2 separate regions of the Mus musculus genome follow, and region 1 is linked to region 2. A link is a contact called in public promoter capture Hi-C data. All regions are on one chromosome and are shown on one strand. The core of a region is the stretch at or near the end of the contact, and the rest is flanking DNA. Distances in the headings are between cores, read along the strand shown. Region 1 holds the start of Rnf111 (ring finger 111). Region 2 holds the start of Fam81a (family with sequence similarity 81, member A).

Region 1 (5,714 bases), core at 2,492-4,991, 360 kb after region 2:
ACTTAAATTGACACACACCTTTGATGCCAGCACTTGAGATGCACAGGCAGGCAGATCTGAGTTTGAGCCTAAGCTACAAAGTGAATTCTAGGGCTACACAGAGAAACCTAGTCTCAGGGAAAGAAAGAAAGAAGGGGGGGGGGGAAGGGAGGGGAGGGGAGGGGGAGAAATTCAAGGAACTTTCTGGCTTTACAGTGAATTTAACCTGAGATGCCTGAGAGCCTGGTCTCAAAATCAGGGGTTGGGGTTTGGGGGGTGTATTCATATTTAGAATTTTCTGAAAGGTGTAAAAGGTTGGTAAAACTGGACACAAGCTCACACTTGTAATCACCAGCACTTTGGTGACCTGAGTGGCCAGCCTGAGATATTCAATGAGAACCAGGTTATAGTACACTCCCATCTTCGGAAAACACAAAACAAACAAAACACTCTGAGTAACTTCTCCAATGGACAGAATTATCCACTACCATGAACAAATATGGCTTCATTGAAGGTTAATGCATATGTATGTGCTTTATTTGCATACACGCATCAATTTATACTCTCCATAGAGCATTTCTTTCTAGAGAGCTGTCCTGATAAATCTAACAGTGAATATTGAAAGAACTAAAAATAGAAGCTATTAAATGTGGCACACACACACCCAAAACCAGAGGCTAGAAATGAACATTTATGAATTTTATACTCATTTTACTAATTGAGAAGGCTATAACTTCAAGAAAAGTTAACAATAAATTCAGATCCAATGTACAACAACCATACTACACCTAAACAAATGTAACAAATCTTAATTACTATTATTTTGTTGTTGTTGTTCTGTCAGTCTATTTCCCTCTATTAAAGACCCAAGTCCATGGAGTTGGGGTAAAAGCAGGGACACATATAACTAAGTTGTAACTAATGCATGATACCAAAGCCCTTTATTACCATAACTTTTTTGTTTTGTTTTGTTTTTTTTGTTTTTCGAGACAGGGTTTCTCTGTGTAGCCCTGGCTGTCCTGGAACTCACTCTGTAGACCAGGCTGGCCTCGAACTCAGAAATCCGCCTGCCTCTGCCTCCCGAGTGCTGGGATTAAAGGCGTGTGCCACCACTGCCCGGCTAATCATGACATCTTTAAGACTTTTAAGCTATGAATGTTTTGATACAATGAATTTTCTATTTCATATTTTCAACTTAAAAAAAAAAACTGTACTCAGATGCACCTGCTCAAAAACTTACTGCTCTTTAGCTTTATGCAAATAAACTGCTGTTCTCTTAGAATATCAGTAGAAACATGTCTCAATTTCTTACAAATATGAAACACCAAAACAAAACTTGCTGAATATAACCCCAGCTAGCACACATTCTTCATTAAGCCTAATTATTTTTATTATAGCTTTTTTCAACTATAAACTCGAGACCCAAGTACAATGACAGAAACCTGCAGTCCCAGCTCCTTTGGAGGCTGAGGCAGAAAGATTTCTGAGTATAGGAGCTAAAGACTGACTATTTCTAGTGAACCATCTGGGATACAAGTGACCAATATACAGAGAACAAAGGGGAAAGATGACAAAAGAAAACACACATACATGACACCCAACCCTGATTATTAAGAAAAAAACTACTAGAGACAGGCGAATTTCTGAGTTCGAGGCCAGCCTGGTCTACAGAGTGAGTTCTAGGACAACCAGGGCTATACAGAGAAACCCTGTCTCGAAAACAAACAAACAAACAAACAAAAATTATTCTTGCTAATTTTCCCCACTATCATTCACCCAACTCACAAATGCCCTCAGTAATTTTTTCAGATACTACTGAGACTCTGAGGTAACAAGCAAGCAGGATACAATGAAATAATTTGTCCATGGTTACACCCTAAGAAAGTAGCAAAAGTAATATATATTTTGGGGGTGGGTATTTAAAATAGGATCTCTCTACATAGTATGGGCTGTTGTAGAACTCACTATATACACCAAGCTAGGCTCTGCCTCCCAAATGTTAGGATTAAAGGCAACTCGAGCCATCACACACTCAGCACTCCTGCTACAAAAGTAATTTAAAGCTAAATTGTTTCTCTTCAAAATAGAAGAGCTTCCTTAAAACCTATGTCACAATGTAACACAATATTACAATGACCAGTTTCTACTAAACCTTTTTACTAAAATAAAAACAAAACAAAAAATCACTTAGTTACAAACTATCAAAATATAAATCCAGACCTGGAAAAATGGTTTGTTGTCAAGAGTGCTTACTATGCTGGCTGAGGACCCAATCGGGACTCAGCACCTATACAGGGCAGTGCAAAACCTCCTTTAACTACCACTCCAGAGTACTAGGTCCTCTTCCGGCCTCAGAGGCACCTGCACTCACATGTACAGACCCCACACACTGGTATATACGCACATGAAGGTTTTGGGGTTTGTTTGGGTTCTTTAACGTAGACTCAAAAGCTAAGTAAAATCAGAATTCTTGAAAGGACATCTGTATTAAGTCACGTGAGAGCTATTGCAAAGACAAATGGTAAAGATATGAGGAACCTCTGTTCATCTTTTTTTTGATTTTGCTCTCTTTGGTTAAAGAGGTCCCCAAAACAAGAAAATTAAAGATAAAAGTGCCAAATGGAACTAAGTTTGGATCAAGTCAGGTTCAAGAGCTGTCAGAACTCTGACAATGAGGTCTCTGTCAGCTGGCTCACTCACTGCTACTCAGGAGTTCTAAACTCATTCTGTACATAAATCAAGGAACAGGAAAGCTCTCAACAATACAATGGAGTCACCCCAGACATGAGCAAATTAAGTGAAGGCGCTAGCTACAACTTCCTGGTTTTTTGGTTTTTGGTTGTTGTTTTTTTTGGACGCTAAAAAGTCACACTTTTTTTTTAAAATTATCTATAAAGCTCTATAATCTAAGAAGTGTGGTGACAAACCTCTATTTCTCCAGAACAAAAACCGATATTTCCACCGCACCACTGCTGACTCCGATCAATTATCTAGGCAGGATAAAGAAAACATCTTTTTTTAATGACTAACCAGCCAACTCCACACAATATCAGACGCGCCTGTCTTCTGCTCCGCGGACTGCGCGTGCCCGCCCGCACCGGGCGGCTCCCGGCTCCAGCCGGGGTTACCTTCCTCACTCCATTGTCACCCCCACTCCTCGGCCCTGAGCCCCAGTCCCGCTGGCGAGCGGCGGCCCCGGGGCGCAATCCCCTCACCCACCCCCTCCCAAGAGGCCGTGGGTGTGTCCGCGGGCGGACTCTTGCCCGGACACAATGAGCCACTCCGCGCCGTCCGGGACCCGCGGTCATTCCCCTGTCGCCGACCCGGGCCGGCCGCCGCGGCCCTTCCTCTTTCTCCCTCCTGCTCGGCCCCTCCCCCGCCGCGCGCAAGCGCCACCGCGCCGCTCCCCTCCCCCGCACCCCCCCCCCTTCCGCCGGCGCCCTCACCCGAGTCCGCAGGCCCCGTGCGGCCAGGTCCCGGACTCGCTGGCGCGGGGCTGGGGAACAGCGCTCGGCCGGGTGAGGCTGAGGCGGGCCGGGCGGCTCTCCTCAGGAGGGCGTCTGTCAACACCGCCGCCGCGGAGCGTGAGGCTGAGCCTGGCTCGGCTGGACCCGGCTCCGAGCACCCGATCGCGGCCCACGCGCGCTCGCGACCCTGAACGGCCGGCGTGCCTTACGCCGCGCAGCACCAGCGCCCCGCCACCATCGCCGTCGCCGCCGCCGCAGCCTGGGCCGGCCCTCCCCGACTGCGCGAGCGCGACACCGGGGCCCTTTTACGACAGTTCGGAAAGCGAGCGCTCCGGACCCTCACGCCCTCTCACAGCAGTATGTCTGCGCATGTGCGGGCCAGGGACCGCCCCCCTGCGTCCCAGTCCTTCCTCTTTGCACTGGCTTAGGCGAACTGTTGGCCCAGTGGGACTAAGTTAAAAATAAGGTGGTTGGGTTCACTTTCTTCCGTGATTTCGGGCTCAACAGTGCTTCAGCATAATTCCGCCTACGTACTGGTTGCTTTTTCTCAAACTAAAAATTATTCCAGCTTACTGATTGCACTAGTCGCGCCTTTAAATAAAAAAACAAAAAAACACGGGTTAGTGTCTTTCTCAGCAGATGATACCCAAAACAGAGATCTCATCTCACTGGTGAAGTGAATTTTCAAAATCATTTCAAATGTATTATTAGGTAGCCTGGGAGCTATACAATCGCAGATGACTTCTTAATTGCCTCACAAAACCCAGAAGATTGCAGTTTTTATTGTGTGCCCTAGAAGGATGTAAGGACAGAGAGTGGGCTCTGCAGTCAATCAGACAGATTTCCGGTCAGAAAGCAAAGTGAGGGTGCCCAAGCTGACTTATTAACACCTTTATAAATCTCAGTTTCCTCTTCTATAAAACATGATAGCCTTATATGCTTCAAAATGATCTTGTGAGGTCAAATATGACGACTTAAAGTACCTTATATTACCAATTAAGTATTTAACAAGCATTAATAACCTCCTTCTACATCAGCTCGTCGATAATATTCACTCATGTTCTCCATATTTAGTGAAGGTGATTTTTTGGCTTGGTTTGGTTTGGTTTTGGTTTTTCGAGACAGAGTTTCTCTGTGTAGCCCTGGCTGTCTTGGAACTCACTCCAGAGACTCAGAGATCCACCTGACTCTGCCTCCCAAGAACTGGGAGTATTTTTAAATTTTAAAAGAAGAAGAAATGGAAAACATTGGATTTGGATTTCCTCAGCCTCCCTAGTTGCTGCCCTCTACAAGTAGAATTCTATCGGGACTATCAAAGCCCAGGACTTTTTTGTTTTGTTTTGTTTTGTTTTGTTTTGTTTCCGGGCTTGGTTAGGTTTGGTTTTTTTCGAGACAGGGTTTTTCTGTATTGCCCCGGCTTTCCTGGAACTCACTCTGTAGACCAGGCTGGCCTCGAATTCAGAAATCTGCCTGCCTCTGCCTCTGCTTCTGGGACTAAAGATGTGTGCTTCTTGGGTTGGGGACTTTAGGTTAGAGGCAAGACTTGTCTGTTCTGATCAGGTAGAGTTTTTGAAGTGTCTAATGTTTACCCAAAGGCTTGAACTTAGTTGGTTGTTGAGTGTGTTAATCTAAAACTAAGTAGACCACTGGGCTAATGATGGAGATTCGGATTCATTAACTTACATTTCTGACAGTTGAAGCAAGCATTTTGGTAAGGTCAACCAGAGTAGAAATGAGAGGAAATAGATATGTGGAATGTTTGTTATTTAAAGAGCTGAAGTGAAAGGAAATTCTAGGAGGAGTTGAATGTGTTAGAGAGGGAGGGAGGGAAGGAGGAAGGAAGAGAAATTGAGTCAAGATATATAGGTAGTAAAAAATTAGGAGGAAATTTAGCAATAAAGAGTATGATCATGGATTCATGAAATGCTGTTGGTTGAGCAATAGAAAGATCTGTAAACTTGACCAGCTTCATAGATTATCTTGACATAGAGAACAGAGTTTCTCTATGAAGTTGGTTTTGACACTCGGGTATTGTTTGACATAATCAAAAGATGATTTTGGTTGTCACAACTGGGGAAATGTTGCTGACATCTTGTAAGAGGTACTAAGCACCAAGCCATGGGCAGGACACCACCCACAACAAAGAGTCATCTGGGCTGTGAAGTCAATATCTCAGCTGAAAAGTCCCAATGTAGAAAGTATTGCACACTAGTTACACCAGAGCTAATACTATTTTGTTAAATTGGTAATGAATGAAAAAGAGACAAG
Region 2 (5,840 bases), core at 832-3,331:
GAGACAGGCTCGGAGACAGGAAATGAAAATACAGGAGTGGGCTGCAGGATACATGAGAGGAGACACGGTGGGTTAGCAGCCAGCACGGGTAGGAGAATGAGTCCTTTGCCAACGAAGGATCTAAGGTCCAGGACTTGTGGGTCTTTAAAGGGGTTGTAGGCTCACAGGCAGAATTCTTGAGCAATGAGGACTTTTGTATCTGTATGCTAATGCGATTTCTAATATGTAAACCATTAAAGATTTCTAAGCCCTCAGGTAGCTGAGCTGGCAAAAGCTTACTAACTGGAAACTTGGCTTCCCAGCTCACAGTTTTACAGAGAGAGTCAGATTTCCATGGATATCAAGAGTGTCCTTGGAACACAACGTCAGAGGCATCTCAACAGTCCAGTGATGGGAGTCATGGGGACCTGTTGTGGCCCCTTGGAGGAAAGGGAAGTTTATGGATGAAAAATGGCCTCTGTGTCATTTTTAGTTCCAGCCAGTGCTAAAATTAGAAAAAATACCACAGCCTGTAAGTCACCTCTACACACACACACACACACACACACACACACACACACACAAGCCAAGGTAGATACAATGTGCATTTCTTAATAAAGAACGTATTTACTCTCAGAAAGCTAATTCGTTAATTTTTTAATTACATTTATTCGTTTAGCTCCTGTGCCTTGTGTGGGTGTGGAGGTCAGAGAACAAGTTGTGGGGGTTGGATGATTCTCTCCTTTCACAATGTGGGTTCCAGAGATCAAACCCAGGTCCTCAAGTTTAATGGCAAAGACCTTTACCCCACCCCCACCCCCCACCGAGCCATCTTGCTAGCCCCCTAACCCCAAATCTCCAAAGAACAATGCAAATGTCTGGCCCTAGTTCTAAGTGATTCCCTCTGTAGATCCAAACCAGTTCAACATTATTTCTGTGAAATAACCTCTTAACAGCATACACAGACTTTAAGCTGAGTGCACGCATGCGCATGTCACACACACACACACACACACACACACACACACACACACACACACACAGCTTCTGCACATTGAAGAAATGACTCACTTAATTTGCCACTGCCTGCCACTACTGGGTTTTGATTTTACCTGTTCAGACACAAAGTTTCCTATCAGATCAACTACAGGAAAGAAGTATTTGGCAGCTTGGACCCTGATTGGGTTCAGGACTTAAGTGCACCGAAGGGATTTTAATCTATGCATTTTAAGGAGCCTTTCCGGACCCCAGACTGTTCCCTCCATAAAATGGTAACATTTCTTGCTACTTTGGGAGCCAGCTCATTGGAAACCCCTTGCGGAATAAATATGGTTAAGTCTTGCATCCCCAGAGGGTCCCTTCCTCAGCTCACAGTACCAGCAAAACAGCCTTGTGCTGCAACTGGAAAGAACCAGAGCCCTTCCTTTCAAAGGATGAAAACCAGAGAATCCGCGGGAGCAATGTGGCTAACCCACCCAAGGTCACTCAGCTCCAACTGTGAATGATAGACTTGCCCCTAGTCCTGGCAAACTCTGCACACCCTTGGCTCTCCTCAAACAGTCCCTCGGGGGCCTCTTCTGTCTGCTAGCTTGCAGCCCCCGCGAAGATGCAATGCCACTTGCGCTCTGCGCCTAACTTCAGCCCTGCGCGTCAGCATTCAGTTAACCCTCTCGCGTCCAGAGTGTCACGCGGGGCACACGAGGCTTCATCCCTCACCCCCTCTCCCCAGCACTATCCCATGCCTATCCATGGAGTGGTTGCTCCAAGGTCACATCGACGGTCCCTGCGGAAGCACCCGCCGCTTGAGTCTAGAGGATGCCCGGACATGTGGGGAGGGGAGACACCTCTGAAGACTCACCCGCGCGCGGATCTGGCGCGCCGAGGCTGCCCATGTCGTCGCCGGCGCTCTGGGTGCGGTGGCCGCGAGCGCGGGGCTTTGCGGGGCGAACCCGGCTGCGGGCCCGCGCTCCAATCAGCGCGCGCGCGGCCCGGCCCGGGGTTCGCGGCTCCCCCACCCTGGAAGGGCGCGAGCCGCCGCGCGCCTCCCAGAGCCTCTTCCGGGCGCGTTGCCTGGACGCGGTTGCCGTGGCAGCCCGAGCTGGAGGCTTTCCCCGCGCGCCCGCGCCCAGCCCGCCGGCGCCCCTCCTCCCACCGCGTTCCCACACTCAAAATAGCCTTTCCGCGGCGCCGCGGGTCCCCACCCAGTTCGCTGCAGGGAGTCAGCGGGCGGGGACTTGCTTACAAGAACCTCAGTCCCGTCGTAGGGCGCGTCGACTTGGAGGCAGAGGTAGGTGTAGGGAAGGATGCTTCAATGAGAGCCCAGCCTTCCAGGTCTCTATGTCATCAATCATTTTCCCGGGAATCCTAGCATCCCTTATGTACCAAGCCTGGTTCCCACAAAAATAGTTAACTGCTTTTCCCACCTCAAACTGGGGAGAAGTTAGGGGTGAGACCACAGTCCAGGAAACAGCTCCTTCCAGCGCCACACCTGCACAGGTGATGGAACCCTCCAGGCGACAAGTGTGTATGAGGGAATCACCAAGCCTCGCGCACAAGAGACAGGACCCCTGGGAAAATGCCCGTTTCTCCTCCCAGCCCTCTTCCTACCTTCTGCCTCGCTCCCAGGGAGTTCCAGCTTTGCTCTCCTTCCCATCAGTGCTGGATCCTCAGCAGGAATCACTCACAATTTTGCTTCCTCTCCGTAAGGTGGGGTTTAAGAAGAGTGGAGGATCCCACCTTTGCTCACCTCACTGCGTCTGGTTCATAGCTCTTACGTAGAGGCATGGGCTTACCCAGTGTAGGTGCTCCTGTCTGGCGGCTCTCCTCTGCCCCCAATTCAAAGGAAGCTAGGAAGAACGCAGGCTGTGCAGCCACTTGGGAAAGCTCTGGTCTTGGAATTCTCGATCCTGTAGTTATTTATGTGTCGTCTTGGGTGTTCTGTAATTAACTCGCCTGTAAAGTAATAACTCCCCAAAACACACACACACACACACACACACACACACACACACACACACACACACACACAGAGAGAGAGAGAGAGAGAGAGAGAGAGAGAGAGAGAGAGAGAGAGAAAGAGAGAGAGAGACTGCTAAGGTGAAATGGAGAAGATGAAGATGGAGAAGGCAGGGACTCTGCTCCCCTCCCGGCCATTGCAGCCTAACACATATTGATCAGATAGTTAGACGGGTATAAAAAAGACTGCTGACCAGAGGGCATGGCCTTAAGTCCTGTCTCACGGAGATCTCACCTAATAGTGTTCTTTAGTGTGTGATGGTTTATTTCTCTTTCTGTATCACTTGGTGCACAGCGTGTAAATACGGATGGGATCCAATCCCATGGCGAAAGGTTCTCTGAGAATTTCCACCATTTAAGATAAATTTGAGGGGGCGAGGAGATGGCTCAGTAGATAAGTGCTTGCCTTGCAAGTGTGAGGACCTGAATTTCATCCTCTCTGAATTTCATATATATATGTGTGTGTGTGTGCGTGTGCGTGTGCGTGTGCGTGTGTGTGTGTGTGTGTGTAGAGGGGGGAAGAGGGAGAGAGAGAGAGAGAGAGAGAGAGAGAGAGAGAGAACTCGTGTCGTGCACATATTCTCACACAGGCTCCCCACATGCACAAAATAAATAAACATGCCAGCCATGGGGATTTGGTGTTCACTTGTAATTCCAGAGCTGAGGAAGCAGAGACAGGCAGACAGATCAGGGCTCATAGGTCGTGCAGCCTTGCCTTCTTGATGAGTTCTAAGTCTGTCTTTAAAAGGTGGATCATGCCTAATGAATGATATTTGAGGCTGTCCTCTGACCTACACACACACACACACACACACACACACACACACACACACACACGCACGCACAAATGAAACATATTACTTGCCACAGTGTCTGGAAACACAGCTGTTACGATAAAGTGCCAGCTCTCCTCACAATGAGGCCAGAGTCAGGTTCCAAGGCTTTCTACCTGTTCCCATAGGCTGCCTTCTAGCGCAGGGTGTGCCTCTCACAACCAAGACAGTCAGTTCCTGTCCATTTTGTTTCCTTTTCCCTCCTTCTCCCTTCGCTCCCTCCCTATCCTGCTTCATCCTGCCACGGGCCAGGAGTCAAGGAGTCAAGGTCCTAAGAAGGGGTGGGAGTTGTCACTCTGGTGGCTGTCAAAGCATAACTTTATTACCACAAGTCCTCCTCACACTCTGGGGTAAGGCAGGGGAATACCTGGGAGGCGAGAGGGGTTTGCCGTAAGCGCACACACACCCCGACTTAATTTCTTTTTTTAAACAATCATGCTGATTAACATAAGACACCACATATTTAAAGATTCCTTTGCAAGGCCTGATGGCTCATACCTCTAAATCTAGCAGACAGTAGGTTGAGGTGGACTGGACGCCATTGTGATTTCCAGGTGAGCCTGGGTTACAGAGGGGACTCTGTCTTAAAGAAAACAAAAAAGTAAAAACAATTCACTTAATTTTTTTTTAAAAACTATGATACTAGTTCTAAAATTTCAAAAACGGTGTCAAATCAGGCCTGTGACTTCCTGCTTCTCCCCGCTCCCCCTTTTTTTCAGGCAATCTATTTTTAATCCTAATTTAAGCTCCTTACCCCTTTACACACCTGTCAGGTAAATTGCAGTCACGTACTCAATGTTCCAGAATTGTTTGTATTGTAACTCATTATAGAAAATGGCTTTTTTTCCCTTGCCTTACTTTAATTACCAAACCATGAAGTTACCACAAATTATTATATGCTAGCACAGTTTATTACTAAAAAAAAAAAAATTTTTTTTTCAAAGGAAGAAAACTTGACTTGCCTCGCCTTCCCAAAGGACTACAACTGTAAAACTAAAGATGGTTTTCATCAGTGACAGCCCAGCAGGTGAAGGCATAGACAAAATCCTGCCTCAAAAGATAGATCGATCAAGGACAACACCTAATGTCAGTCTTTAACCTCCTTGTGTCCCCACATATGGGAATACACAACTATACATATGTACCACACACACACACACACACACACACACACACACACACACAAGCACACACAAGCACACACATACAAATAAAGTAAAAAAAAGTTGAGGGCCTAGGTTTGTCAAAAGACGTGTTTGTTGGGCCTGGAGAGGTAGCTCAGTGGTTAAGAGCACTGTTTGCCCTTCCAGAGGACCCAGGTTGAATTGCCAGCTCCCACACAGCAGCTCATGGCCACCTGTAATTCCAGTCCCAGGGGATCTGATGCCCTCCTCTAGCTTTTGTGGGCATCCATGTATGGGGTGCATAGACATACATACAAGGTAAAACACCCATCCAAATAAAAAGAATAAAATGTTCAAAAATATTTTTTAAAAATGGTATTTGTAAGAATGTAAAGTAGGGCTGGCAAGAAGGCTCAGCGGCTAAGAGCACTGACTGCTCTTTCAGAGGTCCTGAGTTCAAATCCCAGCAACCACATGGTGGTTCACAACCACCCTTAATGAGATCTGATGCCCTCTTTTGGTGTGTCTGAAGTCAGCTACAGTGTACTTATGTATAATAATAAATAAATCTTTGGAAGAAAAAAAATGTAAAGTAGATGAGCCAAAACCAACGGGATGAGTTCAAGATGAATATATAGAGTTGTTACTAGTCTGCTCCTGGCCTATCCAAACAGTGTAACCCCTGAGGTATCCAGGTCTGTAGGATGTGTCACAAGCTACTTATTCCTAATAACACGGAGCCGAACAATCCTCCTCTTAGGAGCGGTCACACGTGGGAACAAAGCAAAAAAACTTTCCCATAGAGGAACAGTGAGGAAAAGCCAGTGATGTGGGGGTTGGGACCATGTCAGAGAGGGCAAAGACAAAAGGTCCACAGGTGACCTTCATG

What was found. Promoter capture Hi-C pulls out the DNA fragments that hold promoters and counts their contacts.
Region 1: a contact with region 2 is called in a promoter capture Hi-C map of liver, with 4 times the contacts expected there. The contact joins the promoter of Rnf111 here to the promoter of Fam81a in region 2. A contact is called at or near these places in 5 of 39 promoter capture datasets (hippocampal neurons, liver, maxillary cranial neural crest and 1 more), 1 of 484 Hi-C or Micro-C datasets (embryonic stem cells) and 9 of 115 datasets of contacts at active chromatin or transcription factors (bone marrow-derived macrophages, embryonic forebrain, embryonic hindbrain and 4 more).

The regions. Positions count from the first base shown.
Region 1 is chr9:70,500,034-70,505,747 of GRCm38.p6, forward strand. Rnf111 (ring finger 111) reads right to left here and starts at 3,742. Exons shown (of 15, transcript NM_033604.3): 1 at 3,426-3,742; 2 at 2,907-2,969.
Region 2 is chr9:70,139,476-70,145,315 of GRCm38.p6, forward strand. It overlaps Fam81a (family with sequence similarity 81, member A), which reads right to left and starts at 2,082. Exons shown (of 9, transcript NM_029784.2): 1 at 1,838-2,082.